2 separate regions of the Mus musculus genome follow, and region 1 is linked to region 2. Evidence: chromatin contacts called from public HiChIP or PLAC-seq data. All regions are on one chromosome and are shown on one strand. Each heading gives the region's core, a stretch centred on a gene start, on an enhancer-like site or on the middle of the called end of the contact. The rest is flanking DNA. Distances are from core to core; before and after follow the strand shown.

Region 1 (6,072 bases), core at 1,591-4,090, 410 kb after region 2:
CCAAAAGCCCAAGGGGAAAAGTAATAACTCAGTGCATTATCCATATTCTTATGGTGTTATTCAAAAATGAGAAGTCAGAATCTCATGGAAGGGTGATACTATGGAATATCATACAACTTGTACAACCATTAAAAACATTAAAAGATGACAAAAAGTTGTGGTATACCTCTTTAATCCTAACATTTTAGAGGCTAAAATAGGAAGATATTTTAGCCCAGGAATTTGAGACCCCAAAGAGAGGGTCAGAGAGATGGCTTAGTGGGTAAAAGTGCTTGTTGTAAAGCCTGACAACCTGTCTTCCATCCCAAAACTTACAGTGGAAAGAACCAACTCCCTATCAACAGTCCTCAATCTTCCACACATATACTATGGCATATACACCTACATGTACACACACACATACATGCACACATACACACATGTATATATCTATATAGATGTACAAACGTACACATACACACTAGTATAAAATATTCCAGTATATCCCAGCCCAGCCTATGTGCAGTGATAACTAGAATGAACTAGACTAACATTTTTCTGCAAACAAGATTGCTAAAACCATTTACTCAAAGATCACAAGGTTCCCCTTTGGGTTGCTAGGAACAAAGATCAAACCAAGTTAACTTCAGGCAAACACTGCCATCAAATAGCAATGGACCACTACACACACACACACCTCTGCTTCCTCTTCCCGCTTCCCTCCCAACAGGTGCTTTGTTCTATATCCTCCCTTTAACTGGGATTGAGAAATCTTGAAAGAAGCTTGTGTCCCTACATACAGCATAGCTGTAGGTGAATTTTTGATAATACTCATTAACAGCATTCAATGACAGTTCACAAGTTTTCAAGACAAACTAACAAAATTAATTCCTTAGTGGCCAAAAGTCATTCCTAAGCAAGGAAAAATTATACCTATTATTTGAAGTTATTTAAATAAGCTTAAATTGTCTTTGTAATGAGTCTGTAATAAAAGCAAAATTCAGACACCCAGTACAAGGCAAAAGCAGGTGACACTAAACCATAATGTAAGTTTATCTATGAAAAAAACTGGAAACTCACATCATCAAGAATGTAACATACTGTTCACTTAAAAGTGCTTTATGAAGTATTGACTAATGTGCTACATTCACATTAAAGGTGGTTATGTGAAAGGAGAGTATAAGTTATCTTAAAATTTGTAAATAGACAAAATTTAAAATGGTTTTCTGTTTTCATATTATATACTAATAAAAAAATTAACCCAAACCTCAGGATTAAGGGGGAAAAATGCACTACAAAAAAGGTTGTTATCAAACTGTGTTTTTTTAAGGTTTTATGGTGAAGGGGACAGAAGGTAATAACAAATGAACTATGACCAAGCACTATCATACTGAGAAAAAAATCATTTAACTGGTTTCTAGCTTGTTTTTTTAAAACTATTTTTAATATAAGCCCATTAAAATTAAAATTCAAGAAAATAAGAAACCATAACCAATACATACAAGTAATTTCTAATATAAATTCTACTTTATGTCAAATCATTAGACTATTTTTTTAAAGCATGCTTTCCATTGCAAAGTTCCATCGAAGTGAACCAGTCAATAGCTTCCCTAATTTTTTAAAAGTACTGAAGCTCTTGAGACTGGCAAAAAGGCTCAGACTGGCATCTCCACAATGACTTGCATTTTACATAAAATGCTAAAACCTTCAGTACATAACTACACTTTTTTTTTTTTCAGGAAGATAACCGATCTGCCTTTGAGTGGAAAAAAAGTCAAAGGCTGGAAGACTTATCTACATCAGATCACAATGGGCGAGTGCAAAATCCAGGAGCGTCAGCATCAAAATGAAGATTTCAAAACTTGTTCGGAGAAGGTTCATTTAACTGTGGTAAGCAACTGCATTTACTTCCTGCTCAGAATCAACTCAAATTTCTGCCATTTCCTTTTAAAGGAAACAGTACTACAACACCGGGTAGAGGGGTCGGCAAAGGTATACCAACACCAAGTCTTAAAACAACCATCTTCCCACGTTTGTGTTTTTCTATCCACAATGAGCAGTCAGTTCTTCATACTACTTTACAGTCAATAACTTGGTCTTGGGCTACTTGTAAACCAAAAAAATGCCACGAAGGCCCATTTTGAAGAGTCATGGCTTAACCCAACCATTTCAAGAATTATAATGTACTAGGCAATGTGAGACGTATTAGGAAATCAAATCATTTAGGTGGAATCTTCGCTGTGCAAGAGAATGTCACTCTGCCCTCAGTAATTACACTTATGTAGAGATAGCTACAGTGTTCAAACGGGAAACACACAGGTAACAATGCAGCTGCGACATTTTCAACTAATTGAGCCTCCCGGAGGGTAAGTGCTTTCTGGAGAGGACAGGCCCTAAACGCCCCAGCTCCTTCAACCCTTCTCCCCGGCGCGTGCTTAGGCAAACAGCGTCTCAAAGGCAGGCCTAAAGGCCAAAGGTTCGGAGAGGGAGGAAGACCCGAGCAGGGGACCTCCAAGTGCCTTCGGGGCGCTGGATCTGGGGCCTGCCAAGGGTACCGAGAGGCCCCGCTGCAATGGCGAGTTCGTGGGGCCCATCGGAGAGGCGGCCTCGCCTAGGAGTTGCAACACACTCTTTCTCCAGTGCGCAGCGCTCGGCCTGGGGGAGGGGAAACAGCTGCCAGGCCGGGGAGCAGCGGGCCCATCCCGGCCCGGCCCGCTCAGCCCGCTCGCTCACCGTCAGGGTGTCGTCTATGTAGAGGGGGATCTGCCTCCTCTCGAAGGGGAACTCCTCCTCCCCGTCCCTGCACACTGCCACCAGTCGCGCCATCGTCCCCGACGCTGCCGTTGCCACCGTCACCACCTCCTCCCAGCTGCTGCCGCCGCCGCTGCTCCTGCCGCCGCCGCTGCTGCTGCCTCCTCCCAGCTCCTGCCTGCAACAGCCAAACCCCGCGAGCGTAAGCACCCGCCACCTCGCAGCACATTCGCCACGGGTGAAAGGGGTGGGGGGGCGCGGAGCGAGAGAGGACAGGAGAGCCGCGCTGCGTTTCCCATCACCCGATTCCACACGCGCTCAGCCAATCAGCGCCCCGCAGCGCCGGGACCCGCCCCCTCGCGCCGCCTGCCCTCCCCCACCCAGACCCCCCCTCCCCACCCACCCACCCCCCCCCCCCCCGCCCGCCGGCCTCCAGTCAGGGTCCAAAGGAGAGGCGGAAAAGGACCTGCTGGCCCCGGGACATCCCCGCCCAGCTCGGGAGTCCGGGCTCCAGAAGCCCATCCCCGCCTCGGCTACACAGCCCAAGCCCGCACCCCCTGCCGCTGACCCCTTCTCTCCTGGCTGAGCGCCCCGCCCAGGGTGGCCCCCTAGGCTGCAGTTGCCCGGCGCCACCCCGCCCCTGGGAGGGGTCGACCCTGCCTCGGCTCTGCAGAGTTGGGGTGGGGGCGAGCTCAGACCCCAGTCCTCACCCGGGTCGGAGAGAGAGAGCTCTCGGTTCTGACCTTCACTGACTTCGAGGACGCCTCCCTGACCCCCACCTCTGCTCCCCGTTACCGGCTGACGAGGCCCGCGTCAGGGCCGGCCTGGGCGGGAGCGCGGCTGCGATTGCCGTTTCCTCTCCAGGCTCAGTCAGCCGCTCGCGCCACGGGGAGTGTGGGAGGGAGGGCGGGGGACGTGGGGAGGGTGGGGCCGGGGAGGGGGGGCCGCGAACTCCAGGCGGGGCCTGCCTCTTCTCGCGAGACCGCGGCCGCCTCGCTCGTGTCCCGACTTTCGAAATCGGCTTGTACGGGTGGGGGGAACCCCCTGTGCTGTCGCGCTCGGCTGACCTGCGTGGTGCCCCGGATTTACCAAAACGAGCGTGAAAATAGGGCCAGTGGGGAGGCCCAGCAGGAGCAGCCGGGGTCCCTGCCAGTGACGACCCGGGATCTGCTCTCTGGAGACCGGTGGGGTGGAAAGCCCACTGGGGGGGGGGGGGAACCCAGATAAGACTTGGGTGAGCGATGAAGAGCTGGCGCTGTCGAGGTCTAGGAGAATGGACACTGCAGAGACCTTTGACCTTGTTTTCCAGGTTGCACACATGCGGACTTCCACCCCTGTAAGACTGGAGGAAAGGGCTCTGCTACCCTGACTCACCCAGAGCCGGCCGCCTTATGGGGACTGCAGCAAGATGGATGGAAAATATGTGCAGGATCTGTTGTTACAATAGACAGAAAACTGAACTGTAGTCTATGTGTAGCTTCCGACCAAAGGAACTTCTTGAGTTAATATTAACTTAAGGGACTCCCTTGGGCAAAGTTACTGATAGTGGCCAAAGGCCCTTCGGTCTGACCATCTTCCGAGAACCAGAGCTGCTGTAAAGAGAGTTTCCTCTGCACTCTTGACTACTGCCACGTTCTCAGGTACTAGTCTACGGAGGTCCATTGTAAAGCCAAAAAGATGGAAAATGTTTTGTCTTGATGGTTTTAATAATAAATCCATTCGCTGCTTGTACAACTACCAGATCTTAAGGACAGATCGAATATTTTCTGGTAAAATAGGGTAAAGCTGTTGTTACTGACCTTTAAAAGTATTTTGATCACATGAAGTCTTTCAAGTCACAACCAAAAAAAAAAAAAAAAAAAAATCCCACAGTGCATCCTTAGCCTTGTTGACTTATGACATTGTGTGGTCATTGTTAGAGTAGGTGACATAATAAACTGGAAGAACCATTGTGTGTTCCCAAAGGTGTGATTATCCAGTAAATATGTCTTTGGGCCATACTAAAAGCAGAACAGTGCGATCCTTAGTTGAAGTCCAGTTTTTCACGCACCTTCTGACAGGTTAAAATACATAGTAAAACTATGGACATTTTTAGAGAATCTTGTGTTTTATGTCTACAACTACTACAATCTATGTACCTACTTTGATTAATTGAATTTTAGGTTATGCTTGGTAACAAATATTGAGCCAATATGTATATAGCTACTAGCTTTAATTTTCACTATTAAATATACACCAGGTACTAGGAAAGAACCAAGCTATGAAAAAAAAAAAAAAAAAAAAGGCAGTTGACAAGCTAAAATACCTCTGTTTTCACTATAATGGCTGTATTAGATAAGGTAGTAAATCACTGGCATAATGTTATTTAAATTAGTACATCTGAAAATCTGTAAGCTGGATTTTCCTTTTCTTGATCTGACAGTATGAGTATATTCTATCAATTAAAAATAGAAACATGGGCTGTAAAGTTGGCTCAGTAGTTAAGAGCACTGACTGCTCTTCCAGAGGTCCTGAGTTCAATTCCCAGCAACCACATGGTGGCTCACAACCATCTGTAATTCTGATGTTCTCTTCTGGTGTGTCTGAAGACAGCTACAGTGTACTCATATAAATAAAATAGATCTTTAAAAAAAAAAAATACAAGCCCAGTATAGTAGCATACACCTGTAACCCCAGCACTTGGAGAGGCCAAGGCAGAGTGCTTACCATAAATTCAAGACCAGATTAGACTGCACAGACCCTTTCTCAAAATAGGAATTAAGTAGACATATTGCATATTTTTAATAAACATAAATGAGAATGTAAGCTCCTTAAAGGCATCTGTTTATATTCCTGGCACCTATACCCGACACAGAGCTCAGTAAATCAATTGTGATCTTTCTCTTCTGAAAAGCAATCTAATCAGGAGTTCTGCCTACTAATTCTGATTTTATGAATTCATTAGCTTTTCTTTAGGACATTAGGAATTGGAAGAGGGGAAGCACAGTGTACATTTTGTCCTTTTCAGTTAACGCCTGTAATTATCAAAGATATAAACTTAGACTAGAAAAGTATGGAGGGCTGAGGATATAGTGGTAGAACACTTGGTCTAGCAGGCTCTAAGCCCAAGGTTCAGTATCCAGTATCACAAAAATAAGTACGTAAATACCATAATATTAAATAAGAAAAGTGGCAGATATGGTGCACACCCAACACCAGAGGCAGAGGCAGGTAGATCTCAGTGAGTTCCAAGCCAGCCTGTCCTATATAGTGACAGCCCATCTCAAAAAAAAAAAAAAAAAAAAAAAAGGCAGTTATTAACAAAATGCAGCACAGCAAATGAGGCCTGCATTAAGTCATAAG
Region 2 (5,761 bases), core at 1,616-4,115:
CTTACACACGGGACACACAAAATAATCTTAAGATTGTTAGAATTTAATTGGACATTGCTAATTAGTTTTTTAAAATAATATTACTATGCCCCACAAACCCAAAATGGTTAGCTCTCTACTCTATCTTCAGCCATAATGTCAATTTTCAAATTTATTTACATGCGTGTTTTCTCTCTAAAATCACCATAACTACCTATACACAATAAATTTCATTAGACTTTTAAGAACCACTATCCAGATCCCAAATACAAACATTTAAATATAAAATTAAATATAAAAAAAGGACTCTTATAAAAGGCATCTATTTCCTAGTACTGATGGGAGCAAGAAGCAATTCCTATCAGACTTCCTAACACGTTAATAACATTAACTGGGCTACTGGGAAGTTACAGCCACAGAACCACCACTGCACCACCATTAACTTCAGCGATGGCTTGAGACACTGCTTATTCTCACTTCCATTTAAATGCACACAATTAAAGCCACTACATCAACTGTCCATATTAATCACTCACCAAGTTAATTAAGGAAAACCATCTTGTCAGACAGCCTGCCGCTTCTCTACTTCTTTCTCAACATGATCAACTTTTAATAGTTCACCAAATTAGTAATTACTTGTTTATAGCATTATCAAATATCTTGGATACAGAGGTCTAGCATGTAGCAGGGTCACAGTACTAGACATGTCCTGAATGGAAATCAAAGGAAAAATTTAACCCATCACAGTGGTCAACAACAACCAAAAAAGCCTGCTATGCCTTTCTCTAGGTACTCCTGGCAAGATTCAAAGTGGCAAGATAAACCAGATCAAAACTAAACAAAGCTGGAAGCAACATAATCCTAACGTACCCTTAGGAATGCAGACACTGGCCTGTCAACAGCTAAGTTCAATTTGGGCTTTCTGAATAAAGTCACTGCTGAGATGACAAGAAACTAGCCAGAGGTCTGGGATATGAGAAGCCCAGTCACTTTACACTGCTTACTGTTAAGGGCAATCATCACACCAGATCTTACAAGGATTAAATAAAGATGTCAGCCACCTGTCTACTTAGTTTAGGTGGCTGGTACATAACCAGAACTCAGAGAATATTTGCTCCTAAACCATTAAGAATTCAGGTTCACCAAGAAAAATCTACCTGGGCAAACAAAAGAAAACCCTAAGTAGTGGTACTACAGGTACTACAGGTAGGTAACCCATCTTTTTTTAAAAATGTCACAAAGGAGTACATGAAAATGATACATAGGTACTTAGGACATTTCTGAATAACCATGCTTCATGCTCACTTGATGTTTTGTGAAATTGTCTTTAGGGATGACTTTTGAAAGTAGACAGACCGAATGCAAACCAACTCCATTCAAAAGTGAAAACTCACACTGCTTTTCTGCATTAGACCACAGGTCTTTCATAAAGTTCCCACTGGCAGGTACATCAGGCCTTCAGTAATCCAGCTTCCATACAAACCAGTATCAAAACTACAAAGCTAATTTTTTCATTAGAATTTTTAAGTAACAGGAGTTCAATAAATCATTTGCCTTCTAAAGAAAAAAAATTACTTTCTAACAACATATTTCTCCCAGTTCTAAAAAAAAAAAAAAAAAAAAAAGAAGAAGCTTATTTATTTACAAACTGAAAACCATAAAGCTATAATTTTTATGGCTAAAAAATGAAATATTTAAGAAACAAGGGTACACAGAAAGAACAAAATTGGGCTGGCAAGATGGCTCAGCAGGTAAGAGCACTGACTGCTCTTCCAAAGGTCCTGAGTTCAAATTCCAGCAACCACATGGTGGCTCACAACCACCCGTAATGAGATCTGATGCCCTCTTCTGTTGTGTCTGAAGTCAGCTACAGTGTACTTATGTATAATAATAAATAAATGTTTGGGCCAGAGCAAGCAGAGACTGAGTGAGCAGAGTTGATCAGAATGAGTAGGGCTGACCAGAGCAAGCAGAGGTCCTAAAATTCAATTCCCAACAACCACATGAAGGCTCACAACCATCTGTATAGCTACAGTGTATTCACATAAATAAATAAATAAAAGGGGGGTGGGGGAGAAAAGAAAAGAATGAACAAACAAAATTTGATCTAGGCAGCCTAGAGATTGAGGCTAATGTTGCCATTTGTCGTGTGTGTGTGTGTGTGTGTGTGTGTGTGTGTGTGTGTGTGTGTGTGTTTAGGACATTATTTAAGTTTTCAAACTTTTTAAGTCTTTCAGCTCTAAAACTGCTAAGCCTGAAAGTTGGCAAGATGGCGAGTGGGTGATGGTGCTTGCCACCAAGCCCAAAGACCTGAGTTCACATGCACACACATATACTCACCCACCTAAGTATGTGCATACTCATTCACACACAAAAATAAATAAGTGAATAAATAAAGGAATTTTTTTAAATGAAAGGACTGGGCTGGCAAGATAGCCCAGGGGTAAAGTGTATGCTGCCAAGGCAAGCCTAATGATCAGGATTTCATCCGAGAGGAGATGAGGGAGGGAAGAGAGAACTGACTCCTGTGAGTTGTCCTCTGACCTCCACATGTGCACCAAGCATATAAACTCACACTATAGCTGCACACAGATACAAAGCAAACAGATAAATGCAATAGAAATTTAAATTATAGGGTTAAATTATAATCCAAACACTGGAGAGGCTGAGGAAGGAGGCTCAGAGGTCCAGGCTAGCCTGGGCTACACAGTGAGACTATGCCTAAATAAATAAATAAATAAATAAATGAAATAGCTCAGTGTTAGGTAAGGGCACTTGGCTATTTAGGAAGTTTAGGAGGCACTTTTGCTAGAGGAAGTAGATCACTGGGGGAGGGCTTTGAAAATATATAGCCTTGCAGTATTTCCAGTTTGCTCTGCTCCGTTCTTGCAACTGAGGATGTGGTCTCTCAGGTTCCTGCTCTGTCTGTCTGCTGACATGACTCCCTTGGTATGATGGACTCTTGCTCTGGAAACAGAAACTCAAAATAAACTCTTTCTTCTATAAGTTGCTTTCAGTCATTGTTCTATCACAGCAAAACCAAAAAATAATTAATACAAATATAATTTGAAAAAGTCATTTAGGGACACGCAAACTGTATATGCCCCAGTACAGGGGAACGCCAGGGCCAAAAAAAATGGGAATGAGTGGGTAGGGAAGTGGGGGGGAGGTTATGGGGGACTTTTGGGATAGCATTGGAAATGTAATTGAGGAAAATATGTAATAAAAATAAATAAATTTAAAAAAATAAATAAATTTAAGAAAAAAATTAAAAAAAATAAAAAAAAGAAAAAGTCATTTAGAAAAATAAATAAAAATTAAGCCAGAATGGTAGAACATATCTTTAATGCTAACTCTCTGGGGCTGGAGAGATAAGATGGCTCAGCGGTTAAGAGCACTGACTGCTCTTCCAGAGGTCCTGAGTTCAATTCCTAGCAACCACATAGTGGCTCACAACCATCTGTAACAGGATCTGATGCACTCTTCTGGAGTGTCTGAAGATATTGACAGTGTACTCACATATATAAAATAATAAATCTTTTTTTAAAAATCCTAGCACTCTAAAAGAAGAGAAAGAATCTTTGTGAGTTCTAGGCCAACCTGGTCTACATAGTGAGCTCAGGATAGGCAGGACAAAATACATAGAGAAACCCTGTCTCAAATAAATGGATGGATGGATGGATGGATGGATGGATGGATGAGATTTATGATGATATCCCTTAGAACCATCATTTTTGTATATATAAATACGTAAGTCTGTGTGTGTGTGTACACCTGTACTATTAATAAAGTAGGCATGCTTTTAAAGTTCAAGGACCATTAGAAAACAAAGAATGAGAGTAAAACTGAATGTGTGTGAGCAGGTGGGGAGTCTCTGACCCTATACATCTTTCTCTGCAGTTAGGCCATTTACACAGCCTCATAATACCTGAATTAATCAAGTAAGCCTTTAAACCCTTACAATGGAACATTAAAATTCAATGTGGCTATAATCTCGTCTTTACAAAACATGGACCCAAAGAGTTTAGCCTCAAGTATGTTAAAAAGGTGTGTGTGTGTGTGTGTGTGTGTGTGTGTGTGGCGCGCGCGTGCAAGGGCGAGTGGGCGTGTGAAATGTATTATATTCACCATCTACCTCATCCACATGACCATATTTTAAAAAGACAAAAGAGGAAAAAATAAAAGAAACTCACAGTCCTATTGTAACACACTGTACCCCTTCTCAATGCAACACTTAGCTCAGGCTCACTACCCTGACAAATAAGGAAAGCACTTTATGAAGCCAATTTAATTGGGAGGTGACAGAAAACATACAGCCATTTTCTTTAGCCTTATCATTGAATTGGCTTCAGTTCCAATCTCTGGCAAATCCCACTCAACAGAAGAAATTAACCAGGTCAGCAGAACAGGTGCTACGCTGTGTCTGTCAAGGGCCTGGCATCACCACAATTACTTGCACACAATGAAGCAGTAATCTTTACAGATCATCTCTTCCAAGCAGCATATTGGGGGGGGGGGGGAGCTGAAGGGAGGAGATGGGGGGAGGAAAGGGGCAGTGAGCAGAAGAGGGCTAAGAAGCAATGGGAAAAGGCAAGAAAAGAAAATGAATGTGCAGCTGCCTTGCAGCTCAGCAGATGTCAGGATGTGATGTACGAGGCTAGGATAAGCTGTCGTAGCCTGCTGCCAAGGAGTGGTAAGTGATTAAAGCTTGCACAGTTCTAAGCACCATATTTAGAATCAGTGGGGTTTCAAGACTTGCACCCGTGCCTCGCTGTGCCGCCAGATGTTGGCAACTGGTCCAGTTCCTACTGAGTGTGCAAGGATGGCAGCAGTTGGTACAGAAGCAAAGCAATCTGGAATGCTTCCGGAGACGCTGTACATTAACAAGTGTCACCCATCATTCACCTTTACAGAAGGCTGAAACAACTCCAATTTGCTGCCACTTCCCTCCTGGGAAACAGCCAAGATAAAGTTGTGCCTGGCAGCCCCATTTGTTTCACTCAGGTGTTTCAGCTGCCTTGCTGACCTCTATTTAGTTTAAGTTTTAATTTAGATTAACCTTGGCACCCCAATTAACCAGCAAGGGGAAAAGCTAAGATGTGACTAGTCATAACTCTGAAATCAGAATTTATTGAAGTTAAAATTATTAATTGGAATAAAGGACCAATCAAGTAATGATATTTCTTAAAAAGGCCTTCAGAATCAAAATAAATAAATAAAAAATAAAAAGAGAAGACAAAGAAATAAGGAAGGAAATATGTTGAAGGCTCCATGGTCTTGCCAGTGGAACCAGCTGCTCTGCAGCAATTTCAGCTTTACCTTCTTCAGTCTCTTTAACTCACAATGCACTTTTATCCCAGCCACGAACACTTCAATTAATGAGGACTACAACATTTTTGATTGTCTCCCATGATCTCACACAATTAGATAGCATTAATATCCCGTGTCAAGTGCATCCTTCGACCCTCCAGAACATTCCCTGTCCTTCAGACAAATGGGTTTAAGAAGAGGAGAAAAGGAAAAGAATCAAAACCCCTGACTAGAGCAGCTGAGGCCAATACTCTCTCCTCCACCCTTAATATACTTGTCACACTTATTTATGGCAATAATTGTATCAAATATTAAAAAGGTGATGGGTCTGGAGAGATGGCTCAGCAGGGTAAAGTCATCTGCTGCTTCTGCAGTAGACTGGGGTTTGACGCCCAGCAGCCACATCAGGCAGCTCACAACCACCTGTAACTGCAGTCCCACGGATTCAACACCCTCTTCTGAACGTGGGTGC

The links. HiChIP or PLAC-seq counts read pairs in DNA pulled down with a chosen protein or histone mark.
Region 1: a contact with region 2 is called in an H3K4me3 HiChIP or PLAC-seq map of bone marrow-derived macrophages, with 4 times the contacts expected there. The contact joins the promoter of Ggnbp2os here to the enhancer-like site in region 2. A contact is called at or near these places in 1 of 39 promoter capture datasets (hippocampal neurons), 1 of 484 Hi-C or Micro-C datasets (pancreatic cancer cells), 2 of 115 datasets of contacts at active chromatin or transcription factors (bone marrow-derived macrophages and trophoblast stem cells) and 2 of 9 other capture datasets (adipose tissue and pancreatic islet).

What each region holds. Positions count from the first base shown.
Region 1 is chr11:84,867,165-84,873,236 of GRCm38.p6, forward strand. Ggnbp2os (gametogenetin binding protein 2, opposite strand) reads left to right here and starts at 2,841. Exons shown (of 2, transcript NR_131201.1): 1 at 2,841-2,932; 2 at 4,040-4,467. Ggnbp2 (gametogenetin binding protein 2) reads right to left here and starts at 3,626. Exons shown (of 14, transcript NM_001364114.1): 1 at 3,441-3,626; 2 at 2,713-2,908. The coding sequence starts at 2,805.
Region 2 is chr11:84,460,131-84,465,891 of GRCm38.p6, forward strand. All of the region lies in intron 9 of Aatf (apoptosis antagonizing transcription factor), which reads right to left. Among named protein-coding and RNA genes, the nearest start is that of Aatf, 50 kb to the right of the region's middle. Within about 2 kb of position 2,866, at least 2 of the 459 cell types and tissues checked have an H3K27ac peak or open chromatin away from gene starts, as enhancers often do. A contact at or near this core is called in bone marrow-derived macrophages, where this site is marked.